4 separate regions of the Mus musculus genome follow, and regions 2, 3 and 4 are each linked to region 1. Evidence: chromatin contacts called from public Hi-C data. All regions are on one chromosome and are shown on one strand. The core of a region is the stretch at or near the end of the contact, and the rest is flanking DNA. Distances in the headings are between cores, read along the strand shown. Region 1 has its middle 5.0 kb from the start of Gm12708. Region 2 overlaps Fggy (FGGY carbohydrate kinase domain containing). Region 3 overlaps Fggy (FGGY carbohydrate kinase domain containing). Region 4 overlaps Fggy (FGGY carbohydrate kinase domain containing).

Region 1 (3,240 bases), core at 353-2,852:
ATGATAATGACCAATAATTTCCAGGTGATTAAGGGAAAGAGTGTTTCAACTTAACGTTTTCCTGGGAATCCCAAAGCTACTCTGGGATAGAAGTTTTGGGCCTGTTGGGGAACTGGAAACTGGAAGTATTGGAGGGATGGACAGTCAGAGATCAGTAAGAAAGGATGGGGCCTGGGATCTTCAGAGGTAAGAGGACAGATGAAAGAAAAGAACCAGTTCAGATTGGCTCAGAGCCCAGGCAGTGGGAATTCAAGCCATGTATTCGGAAACTCAGTTCAAATGACAGCTTGCATCAACTTGCCCATCTGCAAAATAAAGATATACCAATGGCAGCATGAGTTGGCTCTGAGATGCACCACACGTCATGCCTTGCCACCATTTGTTTGGGAGAGAAAGGCAGATGATATTTGAGGTGAGGTGGGAAAAGGAATGGTGGGTCCAGACCCTGGCTTCTAGCCTGAGAGGCTCATGATGTGCGCAGTCATACAGAGGGCTCTGAGCGCAGAAAGCTACACACATGGTAGGATGCTCTGCTCAGCCATCCTGATGATATTTGAACAAGGACCTCAGAGTGTTAGTTTGTACAGGGATCTATCCAATTAAGTAGCCACACTGTAAATGAGGGCCTGTGGGCAGGAAGGGGAATGGTACCTTTGAAGCAAAGTGACCCTGGGTGTACAAAGACCCACCGGCACACAAGATTCACTCAGCCTGTCCCAGGAACAATGCATGTGGGCTGCATTGTTTCTGACCAGAGAGAGCTGGTCGTGATGGGGCGGAGAACAGCTCAAAGTGGAAACCGGTAGAAGGTTAGGATGCTGAATGTAGCCCTGGGAATTCTGTGTGCTCTACACTGCACAGGCAGGCAGCTTGCTGTGTAAGTAAAGGATGGTTCCAGAAGAATTCCCAAGGACCTGGGGATGAAATGGTGTCGAAGCTGTCAGGAGCTAAGTTCAATAGAAGGGAGACCAGACCCAGGAGATGACCAGGCAGAGCTGTGTTCTGGTTTCACAGCCTTCAACACTTTTGTTTTTGTAGACTCCTTTTCCTTAGGAAGGCAAATATATAAATTTATATCTTACAACTATATTAGTGAAAAGGCAAATATCTCAGTACTCTATGCAAACCCGATTTCTCTCTTTGGTTGCAAGTGGGTATTGTACCTACACCTACAGTACTTAATAGGCAAGCCACTTTGACATGGGCCACAAAGTTCCTCAGATCATCAGCTGGGATTACTGGACTATCCTAGAATGGTCCATCTGTTTTTTCTCTTCACAGCCCTGTCAACAGGAGCCTGTTTTGTCTCCAAGTCAATTTCTCAAAAATGGAATGGGTGGCTATTGAGCCTGTAAAAGACATATGTACCTGACTGACAGGTAAAGGGTTCAGGGGAAAATTCCCTGAGACTCATATCTGCAAGTACCTGTGACTTTTCCCCTAATGTCACGTACATCAACCCTGGGTGCTAAGCTACCTACAAGCCACACCCATGAGGTGGGTGGGGAGGTTTAGTCATCAGCAGCCGCTGAGGAGACTGTCTGGAGGAAAGAAATGCCATTATCGGTCTGTCTGTCTGTGGCTGCAATATAAGTCACTCTGGCTTTGCTTCATTATCTCCTCAGAAGACAGCCACCAGTGACTCATCTCTGGTACTCTCCTCCCTATAACCAAGGATGGTGACAAAATGGCCTGATTCAGCAGCAGCAGCCCAGCCTTCCTACTTTCACATCTTTGTTGCTGGATATACTTAGATAGGTGAGCAATAGCAAGAGATGAGGTGCATTCATTTGGAAAAGAAAACTAGGTCTGACCTAGTTGACTCTTCCGGTCTCAATCTTCAACTCACTGTTCTTTAGATCCCTTCCTATTTAGAAGGGAGGCATGCATGAGTGAGTGGATAAGTGAGTGAATGTTTAATCTTTGCTGGTCCAACTTCTGCACTCTAATTCCTGAGGTCAAGAGACAGAACCCAACTGGTTCTGAATCCAGAAGAAAAATTAATCAGACAGGAAAACTGCAGATAAATTTAGACAAAAAAATTTTGGGGAAACTGAGATGGGGTGAAGACAGCATTTGGAATCTCGATTCACCAGAGAAGTATTCAGACACATTACAAGGTAACATGTGTGGCCCCTACGATCATTTCACGATGAGAGTAAGAACTTGTGTTTCAGTAGCAATTACTCTGGTCCAGGTACCCGGCCAACCATATTTACACAGACTCATTCATGTTTGTGTGTCCCTGGAAGGTAGGTGCCTAGGTCAGGAAGAGAAAGGTCATGATGCAAAGACAAATGAACAGAAATGGCTCATTTACATACAGCTCCTTGCTTGCTCATGCTGTACGTTCACCTTTCACTGCTGTGGGGGGAAGCTTCGGTGATCTCCAAGATTAAGAAGCCTAGGAGATCTTAAAGTCTAAGAGGGAAAGGAAGATGGATGCAGGAGCCTGGAAAGCAGGAGATGGTCAAAGAGCCAATCCAGTGAGCTTTGAAAGATAGGACCAAGGGTCAGGGAATGGGACCTTGTTATTTGAGACATCATGGGTGGAATGAAGCTTTCCAAGATATAACCCAGGTGTGGCTCTGAGTGTGGGTGGATGAATCTCTGTAAAGGTAAAAATCCCCAGAGCCGGGGTCAAAGAGCACCAGATGGAGTGATGCTGGTCTTCCTGGGACAACAGGGATCTGGGGGAAGGTGTAACAATCCTGTGTTTAAGTGAATTACAGCTTCCTGGGGTATACATTTTAACAGAAGAGTTTGGAGAGAGTGATTTTTTTTTATGTTCAAACAGAGATATATACAATAAAAGACCCCAAGGAAATGTGTGTGTGCATGTGTGTGTAGGCCTACCTTCCTTCACAGTGGACGGCTTGAAAAGCAGTCATTATGGAAAAGGTACATAAAGTTACACATGACAGCTACCAAGAGGGACAGAAACACAAGTTGGAACTTCTTTCCATTTCTATTCAGTAATAATAATCTCAGAAGTTCCCTGGGGCTCCTTGATCTGTTGTGCTCCCAAGACGACACTTTGAGAAGCTGTGTCCACTCTCTCGTGCCTCATAACAGACATACACAGTATATATTCAGGACCCGGTGGACAGCTGCACTTTCTACATATGCCTGCTGGATAGCTGGTGTGTGTGTGTATGTGTGTGTGTGTCTGTCTGTCTGTCTGTCTGTGTGACTGTATGTGTGACTGTATGTGTGTCTGTCTGTGTGTGTGTCTATGTG
Region 2 (3,240 bases), core at 408-2,907, 680 kb before region 1:
CCTTCAATGTCTTTATATTTTTCAAAGTATAAGGGCTTCTAAAGTCCTCCCAGGGTATTTCCGTGGAAAGTAAAAAGTCAGGAAGAAACAGTCAGTTATATAAAGTTTTATATCTGCATGTCTTATATGATTTCTTATATCATATATGGCTTGCTGACCATTGACTTTTTGCCTTAGCTGGTCTCAGCTTGCTGTCTGTAAAGCTCTCTGGAAGGAACCTTCCAGTCCTAACTGGTAACTGTTTTCCAAATACTAATACGAGGTACTCTCTCACGAATTAGCTCATCTGTACTAAGCATTCTTCAGAATGTTTTGGAGCGCTTGGCTATTTCTAAAAACCTGCAGTCAGTACACGTGGAAGATGTCATGGTGGGGTGAGCAGACAGGAGGCACTCAAGTATAGGGGCCCTTGAAAGAGCACTGAGGTGGGGTTAGATGCTCTAAGGATCAGGCCTGGGCTCTGCCACCTGCTTGCCATGTGAATCAGGAAGGAAGGAAGCATTTATTAGGGCTTTCTATGCGAGGAGGTACTTTCACACATATTATCTCATTATTTCACATAACTTTCATAATTTATATACCATTTTCACAATCGTTTCCATACCTAGCTATTGCTTGAATTCATGAGTAAGGGGCTATCTTTCAAAATTCTGCCTAAAACTCCCCTTTCTTGAAAACATGGTTTCATTTGGGGCAGAAATTCTCATAAAAACTCAAGTTTGATTCCAGCTATTTATATTTTTCTATTATACATTGAAGAAAAAATAATCAGGAAAGAAACGACTAGCAAAGAATAAGGTTCTCTGCCCAGCACTATGAAGCACCCTGAGAGCCACATGTGCTTTGCTCACATTCCAGCAATGTCAGTTCTTCCTATTTTACCACCTTCTCTGATGCTCAATGACAGTGCATAGAGTTTAGTAACTGACCCAGGCTGGATCCATCAGCTTTCAAAGCCATGTGCTGGTTACCATTTTCTACCCATCTAGTTTGTGTTTGGGCATAGACTATACAACTATTTACATAGTACTCGCCAAATGTTCAAATCTCATGGATAATAAAACTTCACAATGACTTATGCATATACATATATATGTATATATATGCATATATGGCTAAATAAAGACAAATCAGCAAAGCTATACAGGATTATCCATATCAAGCATGACTGTTTAGAATAACCAAGTATTTAAGAAAAAAAAAAAACGAGTTCAAGGAAGAATACCTAAAGTGGTTGTAATGGCAAATGCCTTTAATCCTAGTACCCAGGAGTCAGTGGCCAGCAGAAATCTGTGAATTCAAGATTACCCTGATCTACAGAGTAGGTTCCAGAATAGCCAGGGCTACACATGGAAATCTAGTTTTAAAAAGAAGAGGAGGAAAAGAACGAGAGGAGGAGGAGGTGGAGCAAGAGGAGGAGGAAGAGTAGGAGGAGGAAAAGAAGGAAGAAGGAAGAAGGAGGAGGAAGAGAGGAGGAGGAGGGAGAAGAGGAAGAAGAGGAGGAGGAGGAAGAGGTGGAGGAGGAAGAAGAATTATTTCTAACATCATCTTGCTTTCTACCTTTCTTAGCTTGTTGAAACTGCATGGACCTACCATGTTCCTGGTAGGCCATGGCATGGTCGGAAGCAGCTTTGCAACCTTGCAGATCTGAGTGCAGCCCTGGTTTTGTAATATTTACTGGTGGTAGCTTCTGGAACGGCACTTAACTATTTTAAACCTCAACTTCTCCTTTGTAAACTGAGAGTTCTATTTACTGTTAAAAGAAGATTAAGTGCATTAGACTCATAAAATGCCTTACCCAGTGCCTTCCTGGCCCGAACTGTGGACTCTCAGTGGTCTTCACCACCACACTTTACCACTGCCATTGAATCTGCCTGAGAAGGTTCCAATAAGGCCACAAAAGAGCAAGTGGGTCATAAACTACACACCAAATGGCTGTGACTATCTCTTTGTGTCTCAGTTTAGAACCAGGTGCTTCTGGATTATTCCTCTGGCCCAGTAAATGGAGCAAGAAAGCCCTTTGAATATGGTTCTCCATGCTCTCTTTCTATACTGAATTTACCTTGCAACATCTCTCTCTTTCCAGAATGCTCACAAGAACTCTGAGAGACAGTGATTCTACCAGCCTTACCTGTTACTGTTTCTCTACCATCTAACACATTAGTTACTGCCAAGACAGACTCCTTGTTCTTTTCATTAAATAGACACAGGACTAGTAGAAATCTTCCAGTTCTTTTTATGGTACCTCTTGTCACCTTTGAGGACCTTAACTGCTGGCTTACACAGCATCTACCACTCTTTTGTCCTTAGAAAAGACTAGCAAAATGCCAATTCTTTGGTTAAGTAAAATCGGGCACCATTACATCTGTATGACACCCAATCCAGGAGGTTCAGAAGCGTATTTATATATTAACATCTCGATGGACTTGCACTATGAAGATATTTAGTTAATTTAACTTGAGCATTTTCCATCACATAGTTAATTTGAGTACTGTCCAGGCCAGTGCTTCCCAGTGTTGTCTTTTAACATGTCAGAGCGCAGTGTTTGGGAAATCATCACTTGTAGAGAACTTGTTTCATTAGTAAAGCTTCCTCTTGTTTCTATCAAGCCTTTGGTCCGGTTCTCTCTTCCTACCTAAAACAGCATAGAAAGAAAGGCAGGCCTAAAACTGGGTCTGATACAAAGCCACTGTAGGCAAGACTCCTCTGAAGACAGAAAGGGGCCTGTGACTGATCGGAGCACTCTAAAAGGCACCAGAGCATCTGGTGAGTGTGAGTACTGCCATCAGTGCCCCACGGAGGTGTTGAGCTTGACATACATATGTCATTTCAAATGTTCTTCCTGCTCCTTCCTCTTCTCCTCTGCCATCCCTGCTGTTAACACTTATGGCGGCCTGCCAGGCAGCCAGCCTTTCTGTGCCCTTCCAGGACTCATTTAAGCCTCATCTCCCACCTTACTAAGAGAGCACTGGTGTCATCCCCATTTTCCATGGGGTAAACTGAAGTGCAGGGAGAATGAAGAGAGCCCAGATTGTGTAAATCAGGCAGGGCATGTTGCAGATTTATAATAGGAAATGTTGCTGGGAAGCTGAGGCTCTGAATATCTGAGCCTTGGGCTTTTTACTAAGACAAAGGAGAGAGAGCAGCCCTGTCTACCTCACTCCAGCATGAGTTCTTCCAAACCTGGCTGGAAAATGTTAATCACATTACAGTTTACTAAGCACTTCCATATCCCTCATT
Region 3 (3,240 bases), core at 225-2,724, 660 kb before region 1:
GAGTCCTAGGCTGCTCCCTTAGACAGTAGAGGCCAGGGGAACCCCCTAGTAGCTCCTCATTAGCTCTCACTCTTGAATTGGCTTGCCAGAGTTTGAATTCTGGCTTCCTTGCTGACACAGCTGTGCAATATTAGACAGGTTGTTTAACCATTTCTTACCTCTGTTTTCTCATTTGCAAAGTGCCCTCTGGTTAAAACTGAACTAAGCTCCTATCTTGGGCTGGGTCCCTCCAGTTCCTCATCCCTAAGCCTAGGGAATAGAAATAGGTTAGCAGCTATGGGGGTCTTCCTGGCTGCCTAGGTTTTCCTTACCTCTGTAAATAAACCCTTTATTCAAGTTGGCCAAGTTTAAGTAAGCTTACCTTTCCTGCCTGGCCTGTCACCTCTGATCTCCGGGTCTCTATTATATTCTTCTGCACACTGGTCAGAAGACAATGGAAACTTTGCTGTTTGGTAATGGACTTCTTGGAGACATCTTGTTCTTTGTATCCTCAAGCCAAGTACTTGACAGCCTGTGTACCCAGGGGGTGCTTGTGAGTGTTGGCGGGAGGAGGGGTGTTGGGGGGTAAAGAACTAAAAGTCAGAATAGTGAGACAGGAAGAAGGAAACCCTAGAGAAACTGCCAGCCCTAAAAAAGCACAATTTACAAGACTGAACATTTAGTCCCAAGTCTGCAGGACGGTTACAGTTACTTGGTACACGCATGCAGACTGTTTTTGGAAATCACAGTTAAGTCCATGGCCAGGGTACAGGAAGTGCCTCTGGTGCCCAAGTCATTTCCCAAGGTGGTACAGCCCATATTTCCTGCCTTAATAAAGCCTGCTTTTCCTAACCTGGCCAAAATTGCTTATAAAATCTTAAACTCTTTTTCTCCACCATGCCTTCTCCTTTTGGGGCATAGGGCTGCCTGGAGGGAGGAAGTGAAGCAACAGGCTAGGATCACTCCCTATGAGCTCCAAGAACCTAGAACTCAATTCCCCAGAGTGGTCTACATGAGGTAGACAACAACGTTGTGGTTTTTTTCAGAAGAGGGACCCCAGGCTCTCACAAGTAAAGTGACTTCCTCTACGTCAGACAGCTGGCCTGCTGATCTTTCCACTACTCGGCTCTGCAATTTTTCATGCGGATGTCTGAGGATTTCATACTATGCTGTGTTTTGCTCTACATTGTTCTGGACAGGGAAAGCAGCGCAATTGTAGTGCTTAAAGGTACCAGGGCCTCACCTTTCCCCAGGCTTCTTTACAGAACAGACTCAAGTGCATTCCTTTCTCTGAGCCCTGGGTAAAGGCAGGAAGAGGGAGGCTTTGCCTGGAATGTCAGCTATTTTATCGGATGCATTAATGAGTTTAGCAGAAGCCAAAGCATTTGAAGGCAGATGCACTGTGCCATCCTTTGTCAGTCATGAGTAGAGGAATTTCAGGCCAAGAAAAGGTCTCTTTGTCCACAACTGTAACTAGCCAGTAGTTAGAGACAAAGGGTCCAATTTCTGCCTGAACCCAAACAGCCACTAACAGCCTTCCATTCAGCAGCCCAGAGAACAACAGTTCCCAATGCAGAGCTTGCAGCAAAGTGGCATTCCCTGGCTTTTTTGACGCTCAGGGACACATGACTAGAGGATGGCCCATTTTCACAAAACCCTGAGCTGTCGTGCCTGCCCAGGCTGTTCCCAGGTCACCTCTGGCTACCCTGCTCAAGGGTCCTCTTTTCCCCATTCCCTGTACTGAAGCTGGCTTTTAACCTGCTTCCATCCAGGTGGGATGTGGCTTTGGGTAACTAAAAGCTAAGAAGTGGGGAATCACAGAGCAGACTTCAGGCCTGTGTCTTAGCTGAGCCATCCAGCTGATCTTACTTTCATTTCTGTCTACTCCACTCTTTGTGGTCCACTTCTGCAGGTTTACAAACCTTGGAACAGGGCTGGCATCATCGGAGAGCAATAAAGGAAAGGTCCAGAAACCTGGCTCAATGGCCCAATCCCAATCCCAATATTATGTGGCTGCCTGATTTAGGGAAGCCAATTGAATGTACCTCTCCTGTCCTTCTTCCTTCTTTGTTTGACTACAATGCAGTCTACTTTCTAATTTCAGCAGTTAGGGAGAATTAATGATTGCAGTATGATTCCTACCAACAGACTAGGCACTTGGCTGAGGGGGGCAAAGTCCATGCTTCCCCACATCCTAATCGATCTTTAACACAACATGCTTTTCTAGGTGAGCCCCCAAATTGTGCCTTGGTCTACTTCTCTGTAAGATATGAATAGGTATTCTAGTTAGTTCCTTATTTAGTACCTTATATGCAGGGAATGAGCCTATCACTTGGATAAAGGCCCCGTATCTGCATGGCCTGGAGCAGGAATGATCTCATGAGTCAGTCTGAGCTCAGACACCAACCTACTCGCTATGGAAGAAACACAATGGGTGGGTTCATACGGAATGGAGCCCAGGGTAAGGTGGGCTCATGACAGACATCTATGCCCCCCGCCAACTACCACCACAAGGGGAGCCTTATCCTGTGCTTATACCTGGTGTCTGGGTACCGAGCAATGGGTACAGGAGGGCGCAACAGTCTCCAGGAGACACTTGGGGAGAAGATACTAGAATGTTGAAGGTACTAGCACAGGGAGACTTGAAGCTAGGTCAGGGTTTATTTATACCCCTGCAAGGTGTCCTCCCAGAGAGCTTTTCCTGGAGCTCTGGACTCTTCCCAGATGCCAGTTTGCCACTGTCCCCTACTCCCTATGCCCATCACAAAGATGCTAAACGCATGACTTTACGACCAGAACCCCTTGGGCACTGAGATGGAATCTCAGCATTTGGGTGCCCTTGGAATTACAGGCCCATGCTAGATCTTGTCCACAGCATTTTGGACCTAGGTTCCTTCTTCAGATAGCCTGATCACTTACCCTGTGCTACAAGATCCAAAACTGAGCAAAGTGCACATTATGCTCTTCCCACTCAGGGCTCTTCTCACAGTGTATTTATTATGTCTGTTTCCTTTCTGCCTTTCTGGGGAGTCCATGAGCTTCATGGAGCTCAGGTCATGTTTTATTCATTTGTTTGTCTTCAATATTCCCCACATAATGCTTGGTACTCAAAAAAGATGGGTAAATGCTCCTTGAATTAAGATCTGTCCTTGCCAACTTTGGTGTCTTGTTTAGTAACTGCACATATCTGAGAGTGCTTTTTTCCATCATGAAGACACAGATTGCACCATTACCTCGATAACTTGAGTCACCACAATGGTT
Region 4 (3,240 bases), core at 213-2,712, 590 kb before region 1:
ACTCTTTTTTTCTCTCCATTGCTGGCTAGTGCCAAATACACACTCTTCCCCATCACGACTGAACTATGCTTAGTCAGTTATTCAGTCCACCAATTGAAGCACCCCTTCCTTATTAAAGCCTTCTCCATAGTACCCCAAACAAGGTATACCACTGTATGCCATATGGTGGGTCCTTTCATGGTGGTTCCAGCACACATATCACTCTTAGAAGAGGAGATTAAAAATTACAGAACATCTTAAAAAATACTAAGTGCTTATGTGTCCTTCATCAACAAATGGCAGTTCCTCTAGACCACTTCTGAAAGCAGTTATGTTCTACACAGCCAAAACCTTCAACAAATAGAATTCACTAAGGTTTTAAGATCTGTGGCAATTATCCTTTTGTCTTCCTAGGTTCAGCCCAAATTCCTAAGTTTCATCATTTGTTTTTACTTCTTTTAGAATTTCCATGGATGCAATATTTTTGTGCCTACTTCTCTCATTTCTTCTTTGTGTTACTTTATAATTGTTGCACTTATCCACTATATGTAGATGCAGTCTATTCATTAAACATGTAAGTCAGCATATGAATATGATAGTTTAGCAATATGTTCTACTAATGGAAATCCAAACAGGGGATAGTATGATATATGATGTATTAAAAAGGCTCTGTGTATATTGTTTCACAGTGCGGGAGTTTCCCCAAGATTTTATCTAGGAATGAAATTGGTAGAGTGTTGAGCATATGCATACTTAAATGTACTTTGACATGATTATGCAATTTACGCTTCCTCCCCATCTCTTCCTCTGGACTATAACTGACTCAAGGGCTACTTCTACTCTTCGTTATGCCCCATGCCTGGCTTGCAGTCGGTGTTGAACAAGGAAGGTACTTTGGAGCTAAGGCACTCTATATTGAACATAGGTCTGCCAACCTAATAACAAAACCTATGGGTTTTTGTTCTACCACATTTTCCTTATCTACAAAAACTTTATGATCAGTTGTACGGTATTACTTACTTCCCAGTGTAATAGGACTGATCAAATGTAGATCGAGGTAACAACACAAGAAGGTATGGGAATTGTTACCACTGTTTCTCCACTTTGCACCTGGACCAGAGGCCCCAGGATGGGACATGTGAGAGAGGCTTGTCAACAGGAAATGTCCCGTGCATTTATATGGATTAATATAACTTTGTGGAGGGAAGTAGGGTTTCAAATATCACTGCAAAAAGAACAAGGGAGACCAATTAATGGTTCTGAGTCCACACTGCACCTGTGTCCCCAAACTGTTCACTAACACAAATGAAGCTTGCTGATCAAAACAAGCATTTTTAAGTGCTTTTTATCCTGTGGCATGGTTTAACTGTGCTCAAGCTCAAAGCAGAGCTGTGCAAAAGCTGGATTAACAACTGTGCTCCACTCTGCACTGTGGATTCAAAAGTAAAGGCCAGCTTCTTATTTACATGGAAAGATCTTAGGCTTTTGTGGTTTCCTGTTGTGCCCTGGTGCATCTGCACTTTGGTTTCTGGGTTTGTCTTTAGAGCGATACAAACAGTCTCTCTCACTATTCAAGAGAACATAAAAATTCCACAGTCTCTAATTGCTAGCAGATTTTACCAGATCCTCTGTCATGGCTCCTCAGAACAGCTGGACCTAAGCCTTCCAAAGGACATCTTCGAAAGGATAGTGATTTGAGAGATTCCTGTAGTGTGCCCAACACCAACCAGGGACGGGCTCTTCAGCTTGATGCTATTCGTATTTTATTAATATTTATTCATTTACTTCACTCTTAGAACCATTTATCATACATTTAGGCTCTCGTTTATATAAAATATCCTTTGCTAGGGACGGAGAAAAATAGTTGTGGAAAGATTCGGTTGTCCTCTTATGACATTTGTTGCAGGCATTTTTGAATCCCCCATTACAGCCTTTGTAGACACTACAATTATAGACCCTGTGGCTCATGGCATGGCTCCCTAGCAGAGCACATGCTTACCATACACAAAGCCCTGGGTATTAGCCTGGCACTAATAAGTAAATAAATGAAATAAAGTAAAATGAAGTGAGAGATACTTATCTACTGCTTTCCATAAGACCTTACTAAATCAGCCCTCATGGTTGGGGCTGGAGTTTCTCAGGTCTGATATGTGCCTATTAGCTGAGCTGCACTGGCTTACGGCTCAATGGAAAACATAGAGAGGGAAACAACTAATGACATGTAACCTGGAGTCCTTCCTGTAGCAAACCAGACTCTGATCAGCTATAGAACCCTTGAAATCTGAGCTAACAATGATGGAGCAACAGAGGATGCCATGAAAACAGCTTAGGGGTTGTGTAGATGGGCACCCAAGCTGTTACCCTTTCGCTTATTAGCCGTGGTACATGGAGTAAAGCCCTCAGTTCCTTTGTGAAAGAAGAAAGGAATAAAAGAAAAGAAAACATCACCTGTTCTTACTGTTGTACTGCCTCTGGGCACTGAATTCCTTAAATACTTCCTACACTGAAAAGCATTGAGAAAAAAAAATTCTTTTTTTCATTCTTATTTTATTTCTTTCTAAGAAGAAACCCCATAAACAAGAAAAACTAAACAGCCACCAAGAACAAGTCCTCTGTCCATCACTGGGGCTTTGCTCACGGGGTCTGCTTTCTCTCTATGGTTGTGTGGTTCCTCTCAGGGTCTGGCAGACTTTTAAGAGCATGCCCCACAGCTCAAACTGGTCCCAGGGACATTCATAAGATATTCATCAAGAAGAAGAGTATCTTTCAAAGAATATATAAAAAAGTCTCTATGATGTCACTTCCATCATATATTACACAGGGAAATGTAATCTATTTAGTACTTTATGGGAACCCCATCTTAAGACTTTTAAGTTCTATTTATTTTGAATATATTAGCACTAAACTTTATTCTGATGAAAAAATATGGCATCTGCATCTTTATTATAGAGCTGTGAATGTTTTGTCCATTAAGGGACTTTAATACGTTGTTATAATTAGAAATTCTATATACAGACTACCTAGGGAAAAACGATACACTCAGTGTATTGGTATTTGTACCCAATACATCCTAGCTGTCATTATTCTTAAACATAAATGTATATCTCATCTTTGACCTATTGTCCAACACATTCCTATTCTTTACAAATCATACACCGTGCCCCCAAGTCTTTAACACTAGCCTATGGGAGACAGATAATATAAGACCTCTGTGAGTTTGATGCTAGCCTGGTCTACACACTGAGTTCCAGGTTAACTATA

Evidence for each region. Hi-C and Micro-C count contacts between places; a contact is called where the count stands out from the background.
Region 2: a contact with region 1 is called in a Hi-C map of bone marrow-derived macrophages, with 13 read pairs. The contact joins two enhancer-like sites. A contact is called at or near these places in 1 of 39 promoter capture datasets (hippocampal neurons), 1 of 15 datasets of contacts at CTCF or cohesin (large pre-B cells), 15 of 484 Hi-C or Micro-C datasets (the C2C12 cell line, the HPC-7 cell line, Th1 cells and 11 more), 4 of 115 datasets of contacts at active chromatin or transcription factors (acute myeloid leukemia, bone marrow-derived macrophages, large pre-B cells and 1 more) and 1 of 9 other capture datasets (embryonic stem cells).
Region 3: a contact with region 1 is called in a Hi-C map of bone marrow-derived macrophages, with 16 read pairs. The contact joins two enhancer-like sites. A contact is called at or near these places in 2 of 484 Hi-C or Micro-C datasets (bone marrow-derived macrophages and cortical neurons), 3 of 115 datasets of contacts at active chromatin or transcription factors (acute myeloid leukemia, bone marrow-derived macrophages and embryonic stem cells) and 2 of 9 other capture datasets (embryonic stem cells and liver).
Region 4: a Hi-C map of bone marrow-derived macrophages shows a contact between it and region 1, with 17 read pairs. The contact joins two enhancer-like sites. A contact is called at or near these places in 2 of 484 Hi-C or Micro-C datasets (bone marrow-derived macrophages and myocytes), 1 of 115 datasets of contacts at active chromatin or transcription factors (large pre-B cells) and 1 of 9 other capture datasets (embryonic stem cells).

Annotation. Positions count from the first base shown.
Region 1 is chr4:95,186,638-95,189,877 of GRCm38.p6, reverse strand. No RefSeq gene overlaps it. Among named protein-coding and RNA genes, the nearest start is that of Gm12708, 5.0 kb to the left of the region's middle. Within about 2 kb of position 1,602, at least 31 of the 459 cell types and tissues checked have an H3K27ac peak or open chromatin away from gene starts, as enhancers often do. A contact at or near this core is called in bone marrow-derived macrophages, where this site is marked.
Region 2 is chr4:95,865,723-95,868,962 of GRCm38.p6, reverse strand. The region is part of intron 14 of Fggy (FGGY carbohydrate kinase domain containing); the gene reads right to left. Among named protein-coding and RNA genes, the nearest start is that of Hook1, 100 kb to the left of the region's middle. Within about 2 kb of position 1,657, at least 12 of the 459 cell types and tissues checked have an H3K27ac peak or open chromatin away from gene starts, as enhancers often do. A contact at or near this core is called in bone marrow-derived macrophages, where this site is marked.
Region 3 is chr4:95,844,280-95,847,519 of GRCm38.p6, reverse strand. All of the region lies in intron 13 of Fggy (FGGY carbohydrate kinase domain containing), which reads right to left. Among named protein-coding and RNA genes, the nearest start is that of Hook1, 120 kb to the left of the region's middle. Within about 2 kb of position 1,474, at least 111 of the 459 cell types and tissues checked have an H3K27ac peak or open chromatin away from gene starts, as enhancers often do. A contact at or near this core is called in bone marrow-derived macrophages, where this site is marked.
Region 4 is chr4:95,776,268-95,779,507 of GRCm38.p6, reverse strand. All of the region lies in intron 8 of Fggy (FGGY carbohydrate kinase domain containing), which reads right to left. Among named protein-coding and RNA genes, the nearest start is that of Hook1, 190 kb to the left of the region's middle. Within about 2 kb of position 1,462, at least 31 of the 459 cell types and tissues checked have an H3K27ac peak or open chromatin away from gene starts, as enhancers often do. A contact at or near this core is called in bone marrow-derived macrophages, where this site is marked.